5 separate regions of the Mus musculus genome follow, and all the other regions are linked to region 1. The links are chromatin contacts, called in public Hi-C, promoter capture Hi-C and targeted proximity ligation maps. All regions are on one chromosome and are shown on one strand. The core of a region is the stretch at or near the end of the contact, and the rest is flanking DNA. Distances in the headings are between cores, read along the strand shown.

What was found. Promoter capture Hi-C pulls out the DNA fragments that hold promoters and counts their contacts. A called contact is a pair of places that touch in the nucleus more often than the background predicts.
Region 2: a contact with region 1 is called in a targeted proximity ligation map of astrocytes, with 4 times the contacts expected there. A contact is called at or near these places in 6 of 39 promoter capture datasets (the 3T3-L1 cell line, hippocampal neurons, liver and 1 more), 1 of 130 datasets of targeted methods (astrocytes) and 1 of 9 other capture datasets (adipose tissue).
Region 3: a promoter capture Hi-C map of liver shows a contact between it and region 1, with 2.5 times the contacts expected there. A contact is called at or near these places in 5 of 39 promoter capture datasets (the 3T3-L1 cell line, hippocampal neurons, liver and 1 more), 1 of 130 datasets of targeted methods (embryonic stem cells) and 1 of 9 other capture datasets (adipose tissue).
Region 4: a contact with region 1 is called in a Hi-C map of CD4 T cells, with 9 times the contacts expected there. A contact is called at or near these places in 1 of 484 Hi-C or Micro-C datasets (CD4 T cells) and 1 of 130 datasets of targeted methods (thymic regulatory T cells).
Region 5: a contact with region 1 is called in a Hi-C map of B cells, with 10 read pairs. A contact is called at or near these places in 9 of 39 promoter capture datasets (the 3T3-L1 cell line, the C10 cell line, the SN4741 cell line and 5 more), 2 of 484 Hi-C or Micro-C datasets (B cells and ventral hippocampal neurons), 7 of 130 datasets of targeted methods (astrocytes, extraembryonic endoderm stem cells, large pre-B cells and 4 more) and 2 of 9 other capture datasets (adipose tissue and liver).

Annotation. Positions count from the first base shown.
Region 1 is chr19:32,756,246-32,758,945 of GRCm38.p6, forward strand. It overlaps Pten (phosphatase and tensin homolog), which reads left to right and starts at 1,332. Exons shown (of 9, transcript NM_008960.2): 1 at 1,332-2,278. The coding sequence starts at 2,200. It also overlaps the pseudogene Gm36566.
Region 2 is chr19:34,253,917-34,256,658 of GRCm38.p6, forward strand. It overlaps Acta2 (actin, alpha 2, smooth muscle, aorta), which reads right to left and starts at 1,457. Exons shown (of 9, transcript NM_007392.3): 1 at 1,374-1,457. It overlaps Gm31355 (a long non-coding RNA gene), which reads right to left. Exons shown (of 4, transcript XR_386664.1): 4 at 2,720-2,742.
Region 3 is chr19:34,639,451-34,642,150 of GRCm38.p6, forward strand. Ifit1 (interferon-induced protein with tetratricopeptide repeats 1) reads left to right here and starts at 1,439. Exons shown (of 2, transcript NM_008331.3): 1 at 1,439-1,537. The coding sequence starts at 1,533. It also overlaps a transcript of Ifit1bl1 not described here and a transcript of Ifit1bl2 not described here.
Region 4 is chr19:31,081,436-31,084,135 of GRCm38.p6, forward strand. Cstf2t (cleavage stimulation factor, 3' pre-RNA subunit 2, tau) reads left to right here and starts at 1,406. Exons shown (of 1, transcript NM_031249.2): 1 at 1,406-2,700. The coding sequence starts at 1,631. All of the region lies in intron 3 of Prkg1 (protein kinase, cGMP-dependent, type I), which reads right to left.
Region 5 is chr19:34,190,965-34,193,664 of GRCm38.p6, forward strand. It overlaps Stambpl1 (STAM binding protein like 1), which reads left to right and starts at 1,265. Exons shown (of 11, transcript NM_029682.5): 1 at 1,265-1,667.

The DNA of each region.
Region 1 (2,700 bases), core at 82-2,581:
TCCCCAGGCGCTCGGCCCCGACAGCGCTCCTGCGGACGGCTCGTGGATGCTATTCTCTGCTCCGATCCGGCAAGAGAGGGGTCCAGCAGACCACACGGGAGAAGGAGGCGGGGGCGATCACCTAATAGAGCAGAGGGGACCAAGCTCCTGCCCCAGGAGCACACAGATAGGGGAATGGGAATTTGGAAAGTTCCCCAACTAGGACCACACGTGACCTCCTCCTGAAAGTAGTTCCGACCGCGGCTCATGTATCCTTCCACCTCGCCTTTGAGCCCTCCCAGGCCTGCTCGCCCCGCCCACTCGCTGGCTGCAGCTTCCGAACGTCCCATACTCCACACCCGGGCTCAGTAACCGGGTCCTCGAACATGCAAGGTCCGACAGGGTCAGAACCTGGCCATCGCGATCCAATTCTGCCGGGTTTTCATAGCGGCCACGAAGTGGGGATTGGGGGTGGGGGCTTAGCTCTTTGAAGACTGAGCTTGGCTGTGATCCGGTAGACCCACCGCTGCGGGGAGCTGCGGGTCTCATCACCGGGCGGTGGAGGGGTGTGTGTGAGGTGCACTCTATTCACGGAGACCCACTTTGTCCAACCAGGGGTGTCCTTTGGGCCCTGGAAACTCAGGGGAGATGTGAATGTACACGCCCCGTATGCACAATCATCATGCTTGGCTGGGAGCGTTCATCTTTCGGGCAAATGAACCCAGCTGCCTGGGAAGCAAGAGGCGGGGCAGGGAACCGGAGCCCGATGAGGTGACCCACGCGGGAGACACAATAGGGGTTGTTCTTTGTGCAAAGACTGACACCTTGAGGACACCGTGAGGGGGAGAGGTGTGTTATCTAGGTAAAGACTGTCGCCGACAAATCCTAGCGAAGCACTGCAATCTGACCACAGCGCAGGGCAGGGAATGAAAGCCGTTCCGAAGAAACGCAGGGACAGACGCAGGAAGGATAATCCTGCCCCTGAGGCTCCCGGAGCACCGACCAAGGCGGTCAGCTAGTGCGATCCACCTGTGAGCGGTCAGCGATTGTGCTCAGCGCACCCTCACTCGGCCCCAGCCTGTTGTACCTTTGCCGGGTCTCTCTGCGCTGAGGCCAAAGCCGGCGTAGCTCCGGGAGCGAGCCGCGGACACACTGGGCATGCTCCGCGGCGTTCCCCGCCCCTGTCCCTTCCGACGCCCCGCCCCGCCCCGCCCCGTCCCCGGCTCAGCGCCCGCCTCCCGCCCGCCTCCCGCCTCCCCTCCGGCTTTCCGAGGCGCCCTGCTCTCCCGGCGGGGCGGCGGAGGGGGCGGGCTGGCCGGCGCACGGTGATGTGGCGGGACTCTTTGTGCACTGCGGCAGGATACGCGCTTGGGCGTCGGGACGCGGCTGCGCTCAGCTCTCTCCTCTCGGAAGCTGCAGCCATGATGGAAGTTTGAGAGTTGAGCCGCTGTGAGGCCAGGCCCGGCGCAGGCGAGGGAGATGAGAGACGGCGGCGGCCACGGCCCAGAGCCCCTCTCAGCGCCTGTGAGCAGCCGCGGGGGCAGCGCCCTCGGGGAGCCGGCCGGGCGGCGGCGGCGGCAGCGGCGGCGGGCCTCGCCTCCTCGTCGTCTGTTCTAACCGGGCAGCTTCTGAGCAGCTTCGGAGAGAGACGGTGGAAGAAGCCGTGGGCTCGAGCGGGAGCCGGCGCAGGCTCGGCGGCTGCACCTCCCGCTCCTGGAGCGGGGGGGAGAAGCGGCGGCGGCGGCCGCGGCTCCGGGGAGGGGGTCGGAGTCGCCTGTCACCATTGCCAGGGCTGGGAACGCCGGAGAGTTGCTCTCTCCCCTTCTCCTGCCTCCAACACGGCGGCGGCGGCGGCGGCACGTCCAGGGACCCGGGCCGGTGTTAAGCCTCCCGTCCGCCGCCGCCGCACCCCCCCTGGCCCGGGCTCCGGAGGCCGCCGGAGGAGGCAGCCGCTGCGAGGATTATCCGTCTTCTCCCCATTCCGCTGCCTCGGCTGCCAGGCCTCTGGCTGCTGAGGAGAAGCAGGCCCAGTCTCTGCAACCATCCAGCAGCCGCCGCAGCAGCCATTACCCGGCTGCGGTCCAGGGCCAAGCGGCAGCAGAGCGAGGGGCATCAGCGACCGCCAAGTCCAGAGCCATTTCCATCCTGCAGAAGAAGCCTCGCCACCAGCAGCTTCTGCCATCTCTCTCCTCCTTTTTCTTCAGCCACAGGCTCCCAGACATGACAGCCATCATCAAAGAGATCGTTAGCAGAAACAAAAGGAGATATCAAGAGGATGGATTCGACTTAGACTTGACCTGTATCCATTTCTGCGGCTGTTCCTCTTTGCTTTTCTGTCACTCTGATAACGTGGGAGTAGACGGATGCGAAAAATTTCTGTAGTTGGGGTGACTATAACGTTTAATTCTGGGCGCATTTCTAGATCGTGCATATTGTGTCTCTTCCAGTGTATTCAACCTAGGGAGTGTTCGGCTAGACGGAACTCATGCCTCCTTGCAAGTGTCAAGGCACGGATTGTTTTCTTGTCGAGCTCTGTGGTCTCTTCTTAAAATCTATTGTCCGGTAATACAGAGTACTGTACACTGGATTAGCGAGCTCGTCAATCCAGCCTTCTAAATGAACTAAAAAAAAAAAAAAAAATAGACGCTTTGGGTTGTGCATATTTCGATTAGATCGTGACTTGGGCCCTAGATCTAGGGTGTAGATGAGATTAAAATGAAA
Region 2 (2,742 bases), core at 207-2,706, 1.5 Mb after region 1:
CTGTTTTCCATACTTAGCACCAGGGCTGCAAATGGGATAAGCCACTTGGAATTAGGATACCCTCTGAAAATGGGGAAGGATAACCCACATAAACTTTTTGTTGGGCAGGATGGCTTAAGGTTGTGCCTTAGTATATTCAGAAAAATAAGCTACCTGGTTTTTAAAAAAATGCAGGAAAAAATACTGTCAAATTCCGTAAAGATGTATTTCTATTTCATCAAAAATATCCAGGAAAAAATTGTCTTATTAAGCTCTGAAAGGAGCGTTGTCACTGGAGAAGAAGTCTGTGTGTTTCCAGAGGACGCAGCCGCTGTGGTTTGCAACTCTTATCTAACCTGAATGAGCAGCTCGGTTTGAAGCGGGGAGCATTTCCTAATTAGGTAAAACACACTGGGCTCCAGCCTCTGCTTTTGGAACTGCACCGGGGCGGGGAGTTTGGTGCAGCCCAGTGGAGCTCATCTGGTGCCAAAAATGAATTGTTGGGGGGAGGGGGGAGGGGAGGAAAGGACAGTACCCTTCCCAGCTTATGAGTCTCAAATGCAAACCATATTTAGTCATGAATCACAAAACAGGAGGAAAATCTTATCGAGAAAACTCCATTCCCTGATGAAGCTACCGAGCCCTGAGTTACAATGTGGGGTGGCAAGGCTGGTTCCACAGATACTTAAGCGGCTGAGGGACACGTGAGGCAGAGAAATGCAAATCAGATCTCCCCTGGATGAGACACTTCCTCCTTTCTTTGCAGAAAGTAGAAAAGCTATGCTATGCTGCAAATGACCAATGGCATAGGTCTGACTTGTAAGGGCACCAACACACTCACAAGATACACATTTCCAGCATAGGACACCAGCTCTTAGAGCCCCGGAAACCCAGAAGCAATGCGTCCACTCAGCCAACATCAGAGAGCAGGCAACTACCTCAGTTCATTCCTGATATTCACTTCCAGTTACCTCAGCTGCACTAAATACCTCATGCTACATCATGATACATCCAAAAGTTTCCAACTTTTGCCTAAGTAGAAACAAACGTATAATTTACCACATACAGCTAGACTCCACCCCTACAGTACGCTGCGGGATCAGAGCAGTTGGTTTAGTGTAAACAGGTTTTGCAGATGACACACATGAACAAACTTTAATTTTCTATCCATTTCCTTTTCCAGTAAATCAAGCGTTGTTTCCAGTAAATCAGCCCTATTCGGATGTAAAATCATGCAAGCTAAAAAGCTACAATCATTTTAACAGTATAAATCTTTATTCAAAAATTCAAAACACGTGAGTCATTCAGATTCCCACAGACAATGTCTGGCTACATTGGATGATAAAAGAGCCTGGGAAAACTCGAAGTCATATCCCTGGGCTGGGGCTACTTACCCTGACAGCGACTGGCTGGGCTTCTCCACTCTGGGTGGGTGGTGTCCCGGGAGGCTGAACGCTGAAGGGTTATATAGCCCCTTGCTCTGATCCCCTCCCACTCGCTTCCCAAACAAGGAGCAAAGACGGGCTGAAGCTGGCCGTTCACTCTAACACAACCATATAGGGACCTCAGCACAAAACTCTCTAATCTGGGTGGCCAGAGGCCTGGGTCTCTTCCACTGCATTCCTCTGTTCTGCTCCCGAAACAGGAGGCAGCTCAGCTGCTTATGGGGATAAACATCCTAAGCCCTCAGAACAACTGCTCAAATGCCCAGACACTGGGCTAGTGTCATGGGACAGACGCAGGCACGGTTTGCACATTCCTCAGAAGATGCCAGCCCCTGTCTGGCTAGTCTTTTGGGCCATTAGCTGAGGACTTGGATAAGGAAGGGCCTGTCTCTGACTAGCTGCGATTTTTAAGCAACACTGTTGCAAAAGGTAGCCTAGATCAAAAGATGCTTCGAGTCACCCATAAATATGCAGAGGAGTCATGTTTTTATGGAAGCTACATTGTACTTATACATTGTGTCTTTGTGTTGTAGTAATGAAACCAGGAACTGAAGTATGTAGTGAGGATTAACCAGCCTGTGTTGCCCAAAGAGTAACTTAGAAGTCAGAATCACTGTAACTGCTTTAACCCTTAACATTCCGCATGTTGCTGGCTTTTTACTGACCCTTAACAGCATGATTAAGGACCATCCTTTGCCCACAGAGATCACCAGTCACCCTGTCATAAAAAAATAAAAAAAAAAAACTTTGTAAAAGAAATTTGAAATGTTGAAATGAAGCCTGCTCACTCTCCTCCATGACTATGAGCCCACTGGACAGAAACAGAGATCAAGTGACCTCAAGTGACCCTATCATTCTTCAAAGGCATCAGATCGTTGGCTTTGATGGACAGTCAGTGACTTTACATTTCTGTACTTTCCTCCTGCAAGCCAAGGTTCTGATTCCATTCACGATAGAGATATTTTGGATGGATTCTGGGAGTGCTTCTGAACTGTGCACATGTTAGGGAAACCCCAGGGTGAATGGCAGCAGCTGTCCACTCACGCTCCCACGGCTCATGCACTTGTTTTATGGTGTCCACCTGAGCGCATGCATAGTTTTCTTTGAGAAATTACACTGGTGACTCTTAGGAGAATCTAATAGTTGCTAAACAATGATGTGGTTTCTTTGTGTTGCTCAAGAGTTTTCTACTCTGTATCTGGTTTCTATCGACTAAGAAATACATTGTCTGCTCAAATACAGAGATCGCATAGTATAAGACAGAGTAGGACATTTATGATTAATCCAATGGGTCCTTATCATAGGCATCGTGTAAAGC
Region 3 (2,700 bases), core at 189-2,688, 1.9 Mb after region 1:
CTGCCAGCACGGAGTCAGGGGACTGAACCCAGGAGTCAGGCTTGATAGCAAACACTTTAACTCTCTAACATATACCTAGTTATCTGACTGACACATAACTCTAGGTTCTCTAAAATTAAACTTTACTGGAGAAAGTGACCAGAGGGCCAACTCCTGTCTTGGTGTCAGCTGATGGGGGGGGGGGGTTAGGGCTGTACCTACCTGGTCAAAGATAACTCTCAGGAGAGGCTAGCACTATATCAAGGAGATGGGATTAGATGTTTAACTTCTTTCAATATTTTTAATATATGGAGGTGAGAAGGATGAGCTGAATTTGAGGACCTAGACATCAAAGGTCAGGATAAGGAACTAGACAGCAATAAAGGCTGAGATTACAGGTTAACCAAGACAACAGACTAAAGTATTTGACCTCAACCTGAAACAGTGTGAGCCCCACTGTCTGTAGTTCCCTAGATTGCTATTAGCCCTTAAAATGGTATTTATTTTACGTGTATGAACACACTGTAGTTGTCTTCAGACACACCAGAAGAGGGCATTTAATCCTATTACAGATACTTGTGAGCCACCATGTGGTTGCTGGGAACTGAACTCAAGACCTCTAGAAGAGCAGTGAGTGCTCTTAACCACTGACCCATCTAGTAGCCTTGCTATTAGTGGGATAGCATCAAGGCTCTGAATAACCATCACCCTTTAGGGATTCCATGTTTGGTTCTTGTTAACATGACTATGATTGGTGGAAAGAACCCTTTAGAGTCACCTCAGGAGAAGTTAACACAAAGCATGGCTCTACAGCTCTCTGGGCAATGGGAAACTGTCCTGGTTTATAAAGACTGTATTCCTAAGGCTTCGGATAGGCTGGGAAGCTATGGACCAGTCAATGCAGGTGAATAATGACATCTGTGGAAGATGCTAAGGATAGACACACAACAAACCAGCTAGTATCTTCTTCCACTTCCACAATGCATGAGAACTCACTCTTCCAGTCCCAAACTTTCCCTTTGCCATCCTAAGACCCCCTAGTGCCACATGGGAAAGTCTCACTTCCAAGGAGGAACTGCAGACCTTCAGTTGCTTGGAAGAAAGAACAACACTGCTTCTGAAGATGCCAGTCTGCTTTCCATTTTATCTGTATCACCTCCATCAGCCCCTACCTAACAGATAAGAGTCTCTGGGTGGCAGGGATGTCTCACTCTCTCTCTCTGGACAGCAGTCTGGATCCGACATGTCTGTATCCGTTTCAGAGCCTTCTCCTCATCGATTTCAGTGGAGAATGCAGTAGGGCAAACCCCACAGTGCCCCACAGTGCGTCTCCCTGGATAAACTGCAGGCTTCAGTTTCACTTTCCAGTCTCAGTTTCAGTTTCTCACTGCTGACTGAAAAGAGCACACCCCCTAGCTCACCCAGCCCTTTAAAAAAAACCTGAGCTTCCAGTTGGTGTGACAGTCTGCAAGAGAGCAGAGAGTCAAGGCAGGTTTCTGAGGAGTTCTGCTCTGCTGAAAACCCAGAGAACAGCTACCACCTTTACAGCAACCATGGGGTAAGGATTTCCCTGTTCTCCACTCTGAGGGAACCCAGGACACAGACGTTTGCTAGTGGCTGTTTCTGAGTGTGCCTCTAGCTTCTCTTTCTACTGCTGATGGGGAACAAGGATGCTAATTGTCCTGAGGGTCCAGGGAGTTTGCTTAATGCCCCCACTAAGCTGTGTGCCTGGTGCTGGATGTGTGACTGGAAGCTTGTTTTGATTTTTAAGGCTGTCTCACAGCATGTAGTAGGACGTACCTGGGAGAGAATTTAGTGCATGCTCGGCTCACAAACAAAGATGATTACCAAACAGGCCCTCTGGAATGGAATAAAGGACCACCAGTGCCCACTTGGTGCTCCAAAAGTGAGCAGCAGGTTAGAGTATGCTCCTTCTGATCTTCTGAGGACATAGTCCTTAGAATGTTCCAGCATGTCCTCAGAATCTTCCAGCCTATCCCTCAATGGACCTCTTGAAATGCTGTTCAAGCTTTCTGTTCCAGGCGCATTCATTCCCATCCCTGGCTGGCTAAACAAATAGCCAGGGCAACACCTCTCTCTCTCTCTCTCTCTCTCCCTCCCTCCCTCTCTCCCTCCCTCCCTCCCCGCGCCCCCCCCCCCCCCAGGATTAAGAAACAAAAATGTGTCAATTCTATTCTCTCTGACAAGAGGTATTAAAACCTTTTGGCCAAGAAACTAAATATATATGAATAAATATATATGAATATATGTTATATAAAGCCATGTCAGGAAGTTTGATAAGGTAGAGCAAGTAGAGACCCAGAGACTCGGTGGGCACACAACTGAGGCTTAGGGTATGGTGGGTAAAAGTTCTATACCTGAGTCAAGGGCCCCACACATCACCAGGAAGATAATGTGATTGATACAGTACCACCAACCAGTGGTTCCAGATTTAATAGATGGTGCATGGGGCACTACATCACACCCTGAGCCTGAGTATGGAGATATGGAACATCTGTGTTTTGCAACTGTTCAGAGGAATAGAGCATATAACTAACAAGAAAAAAGGCTCTCCTGCCTACCTCTGAGACCTAGGGAATCAGGTCACCTCTGATCCCTTGAGCCTGTGGGCCCCCTACTCCTATTGCCCTTCTGAAGTCAATTGGTCCAGAAGGTAAGAAGAAGTTTGGTAAGGTAGAGCAGATGCTATGCATAGGTGCA
Region 4 (2,700 bases), core at 156-2,655, 1.7 Mb before region 1:
AACTAGACATAAAGAGCTCCGGGATGTCCTGGAAGTATCCCAAGTGCTAGGATTAAAGATGAGCCGCCATGCCTAATTTATGGTGAATGTTTTATTTAATGTTTTAAAACCTTTAAGTATCTCATAGGCCCCACGTGTTGCTTTGTTTGTTGGTTACTGTGTTTTCTTTGACCATCAGGTAAAGATAAGGCTTGTGGTGCTTGCCTCTAATCCCAGCATACACTGGGAGAAGCAGGAGGATTGCAAATTTGAAGACAGCTTAAACTACATACACAGTGAATTTTTCAGGCCAACCTGGGCTGTAGAAGGGCCCTGTATTAAAATAACAAAATTTGTTTTAGTATACCTGATAACTTAATTTATTGAATTAATTGACAACTGAATGTAAAAATATACCATCTACATTAACATAACACATATCTGGGTGTAGTGGCCCACTCCTTTAAGCCCAGCACTTGGAAGGCAGAGGTAGGTGGATCTCTTGAGTTCAACGCCAGCCTCATCTACAGACTAAGTTCTAGGGCAGCCAGGGCTACACAGACAAACTCTGTCTCAAAAAACAAAAACAAAACCAAGAACAAAACAAAATATAAACCATGATATTTTTTGAATTTTTTTCCAAGTTAAAACAGTGAAAATTATGTTTGGTCATTTAAAATAAAATGGCAGTATTTAAAGTACAAAACTGGCAAGAGAAGTGGGCGGTGGTGGTGCACACCTTTAAGCCCAGCGGAGGATTCTGGGAGCTGGAGGTCAGCCTGCGCTCCAGGATAGGACTACATAGAGACCTTGTCTCTAAATAATAAATAAAATCACAACTACTTATATGTGTACAATAAAAGTTTAGTCGATTAATCCAGACTCTGCAGTCATACTTTTTAGTTAATTCCACTTTAGCATTGATGTCAATTAAAATTTGTAAGGGGAGAGAGAAATGATCACACAACAACCTGCGCACACAGAAGATACCAGGGAAGACCCTGGACTTGGTAACAGTTTGAACAAGCCATAGCTTGGGGGCGGGGCTGCGGCTGACAGAAGCGCTATTTTATCTTTGCGATAATTATGTTTAATGTTGTTAAGCTATTTTAAGGGATAAATAACAATATTTTTACCTCATAATATTGGATATAATTTTAAATATTTCTATTATCCTACACTAAACGAAAGCTGTGAAAACACATTAAGCCTTAAATCAGCTTCCGGCTTGCGGTTTCCCGCCGGTGGAACGCAATGAAAACAGCCCCGAGTGTGTGGAAACACAGACGCTGCCGGTTACCCCATGGAAGCCCGATCGGCCATTTTTAATGAGGTCAGTCGTAGTGCATCCTGTGCCCGCAGGAAGCGGGGGCGGGACGCCGGGAAAACTCGACCAATAGGACCATGGAACGGAATCCTGTTGTCAGTAAGTAGGCGCGGACAACCGAGCTCACGGCCCGGGGCGGAAGGCGTTAGATAAATTAGTCCGGTCTCAGGAAGCAGTGTCTGCGGCCTAACGGAACTACAGATTCCTAACAGAAAGGTTTCTGTCCGGAGCTTGCTATCTGCTTCCGTTACAGAGCGGAAGTGTGGTTCGCCAGAGGACGACCCTTAGACGAATTCAATCTCCGCTGTCCTCTCGGCAGCAATCATGTCGAGTTTGGCGGTCAGAGACCCAGCCATGGATCGATCGCTGCGTTCGGTGTTCGTGGGGAACATTCCGTATGAGGCGACGGAGGAGCAGTTAAAGGACATTTTCTCAGAGGTTGGTTCAGTTGTCAGTTTCCGTCTCGTCTACGATAGAGAGACTGGGAAGCCCAAGGGTTATGGCTTCTGCGAGTACCAAGACCAGGAGACTGCGCTCAGTGCCATGCGAAACCTCAATGGGCGAGAGTTTAGTGGGAGAGCGCTTCGGGTGGACAATGCCGCCAGCGAAAAGAACAAGGAGGAGTTAAAGAGCTTAGGCCCGGCGGCCCCCATCATTGACTCCCCCTATGGGGACCCTATCGACCCAGAAGATGCTCCAGAATCGATTACTAGAGCAGTCGCCAGCTTGCCCCCAGAGCAGATGTTTGAGCTCATGAAGCAGATGAAGTTGTGTGTCCAGAACAGTCACCAGGAAGCTCGAAACATGCTACTTCAGAACCCACAGTTGGCGTATGCTTTGCTGCAGGCACAAGTGGTGATGAGAATCATGGATCCAGAGATTGCACTGAAAATTTTGCATCGTAAGATACATGTCACACCACTGATCCCAGGCAAATCTCAGCCGGTCTCTGGGCCTGGCCCTGGTGGGCCTGGGCCTAGTGGGCCTGGCGGCCCTGGCCCCGGCCCTGCCCCTGGCCTCTGCCCGGGACCTAACGTCATGTTGAACCAACAGAATCCTCCTGCCCCTCAGCCTCAGCATCTGCCAAGAAGACCTGTGAAGGACATTCCACCTCTGATGCAGACCTCTATCCAGGGAGGAATTCCAGCTCCGGGGCCAATACCAGCTGCAGTTCCTGGACCTGGACCTGGTTCCTTAACTCCAGGAGGAGCAATGCAGCCACAAGTTGGCATGCCAGTGGTTGGTCCAGTGCCCCTGGAGCGAGGACAGATGCAGATATCAGATCCTAGACCTCCGATGCCTCGTGGACCCATGCCTTCTGGTGGCATACCTCCTCGAGGACTACTGGGAGATGCTCCAAATGACCCACGTGGAGGGACTTTGCTCTCAGTGAC
Region 5 (2,700 bases), core at 15-2,514, 1.4 Mb after region 1:
AAGCTGGAAACCCCCAGCTCATCAACAGTGACAGTGTTCTTAAAATGTTGGCGAGTTGGTACTGCTCCCTCGAAGAAGCAGCTTTTGAGGTCTTCTTACTTAAGAGTTTCAATCACTGTGACAAAGCAGCAAGACAAAAATCAACTTAGGGAGGAAAGGGCTTATTTCACTACCACAGTGCAGTCCATTCTTGAAGGATGTCAAGGCAGAAACTCAAGCAGGATTAGAATCTGGAAGCAGGGCCTGATGTAGAAGCCATCGCGGGGAGTTGGGGGAGAAAGAGAAACCCCCCCTGGCCCCCTAGAGTGCTGCTTACTGACTTGCTCCCCTTGGCTTGCTCGGCTTTCTTACAGCACCTAGGATCACCTGTCGAGGAGTGGCACCACCCACAATGTGCTGGTACCCTCCCACACTAATTACTAATTAAGAAGACGCCCTACAGGCTTGCCTAAGGCCCCCCATATTGTGAAGGCATTTTCTCAAATCAGGTTCTCTCTTCTCAGATGGCTCTATCTTGTGTCAAGTTTCTATAAAACTTGCTAGCACGGATGTCAAATCAGAATGGATTCTTCCAGCTCCCTTCATCCTTTCTCCCCTTCCTCCACACTCTCCACGCTAACAGCATGCCTTCCACTACTACGCAGCTGATTTAAAACTCGCAGATAAATAATTTTACTTGTCTCTGTCTTACTCATGGAAAACATATAAGATGCAGCTTTTGTATACGGGACTGTAGTGAATATGAATCGTTGCGTGCACTGTGTCTGGCTCAGGTCTATGGCCATATTAAAGACACTGCATTATAATGGTGACACTATAGTAATGGTAAGGAGCTAACCGTTTGTATTTTCCTAGTTCAAGAAGGTGGGGAGAGGGGGAGTGTTTCACGGCGGCAGCGCTTAGTCACGGTTAAATCTCAAAATGGGATTCCTACATAAGCTGTAATCCTATAGCTAAACCATTACATTGGCAAATTCAGCTTCATGACAGCTTGCGTGCTCTGCAGTTTTTGGAGTCGCCCAGCCATTTTCCCAGCTTCTAGGCCAAGTTGATAATTCACTGGGCTGTCCAGGTGGTCCAACCTAGGGCAACGAGTATGCAGGTAGACCGGGGGTTAAATCACAAGCAGCCATTTCCATCTGGCCATAGGCCCTCCGCAGGGACCCGCCACCCCAGAGGTTTTTTTGCAGCACGTGGGAAGCTGTGGCTACAGAGGGGGCGGAGGCAGAGGCGGAGGCCGCACCCAGGGGCCGGGGAAGGGGGAGGGGGCGGACCATCGCTGTGACAATTTCATTCCCTACGTTGCTGCGGCAGAGATTCAGAGGCCATTGGCCTGTGCGTTGTTTTGCAAGGGAGCTGGGGCTGTCCCGCCAGACAGAAGAGAGAGTCCAAGCCACGGAAGGCATCAGAGCTCGACCGACCAAGAGCAAAGAGAACCCAGAGGCCCGGACTAGACCAGCCTGGGAGCGACTCACAGCCTGGTGCCACCGTCACCAAGCGCCGGTGCCTTGCGGAGCAGCCGCTGCCGCCCGGGCTGCAGAGGCCACACGGATGCCCGAGCCACGCGGCCCGCGCAGGGACAGTCGTCGCAGTCGTCATCCCACACAAGCTCCGGACGCGCACGACTGCTGGTGAGTGGCCCCACACGTGTGCCCGCTGGCCCCGAGGTGAGTGGTGATGACGAGTGGCTTCCTGTCGCCCTGCGGTCCCCGCCCCCACGCGCCCCTATCCCGCTCTAGGGTTAGCTTCTTCTCGCCCAGGAAGGCGGAGGCTGTGGTTCCTGGTCTCTTGGCCCTGGGGCGGTGACCTGGACCCGGCTGCGCGTGCTTTTCTGGTTCATACTTGGAATGCATCCTTGCAGATGATGTCAGGATTCCAAGAGCCCACCTCACTGGTTTTGCGTGGGGCTCCACGTCGGCTGCGCGGGATGTCAAGGAGGGAGGGGCGAGAAACTGGTAAAAGCACCTTCATACTAGAGGGTAAGGGGAGGAAAGGACTTTCTAGATGTTGCATTGATGCCCTTTAGCCTCGTGAGACATATTCTCTTACTGGAATAACTTGATTGCTCGCTGGAAGCCTCAAGGGAAATGCGCAAAAAGATGCAATGCTATTAAAACATAATTTTCCAGAACTCGTCGAAATAACTGCTGACAGTCTAGAGTCCGAAGTGCTGTGGTTAATTGAAATGTAAAAGAAAAAGAAAAAAAAAATGAAGGAGTAATTCAAGAAACAGAATCTAATTTAGAGGATTGGGGAAAAAAAAATCTCTAGGTTGTGTGAGGGGGAGGGGCCTGTCTGTCTTCCCGAAACGAGTGTTTGGTCACTAGTAAGCCCTAGTGAGCACGCTGCTTTCCAGACATCCTGCTAGCCACGAAAATTAAACGAAGTCTTGAGTTTCAAAAGTGTCTCCAGAAATAAGGTTAATCTGAGCTTCTGTCAAGGTCAATACCGACTCCTGAGAGCAGACAAAAATTAACACTTGAATGTTTGACTTCCGGTTTCAATTTGTAAGTAGTACTTGTTTCCAGACCCGTTTCCATGGGCAGTTTTTTTGTATTTCTGACAGACGCTAATTTGATTTTTATAAATGTACTCTGTAACTAGACTCTGCTGGGCATTGTTTAAGTCCACTGTAAATATGTGTTCATTTTAAACACATTAATGTCTGAGCAGTAGACTGATCGTGCTAGACCAGTGGTT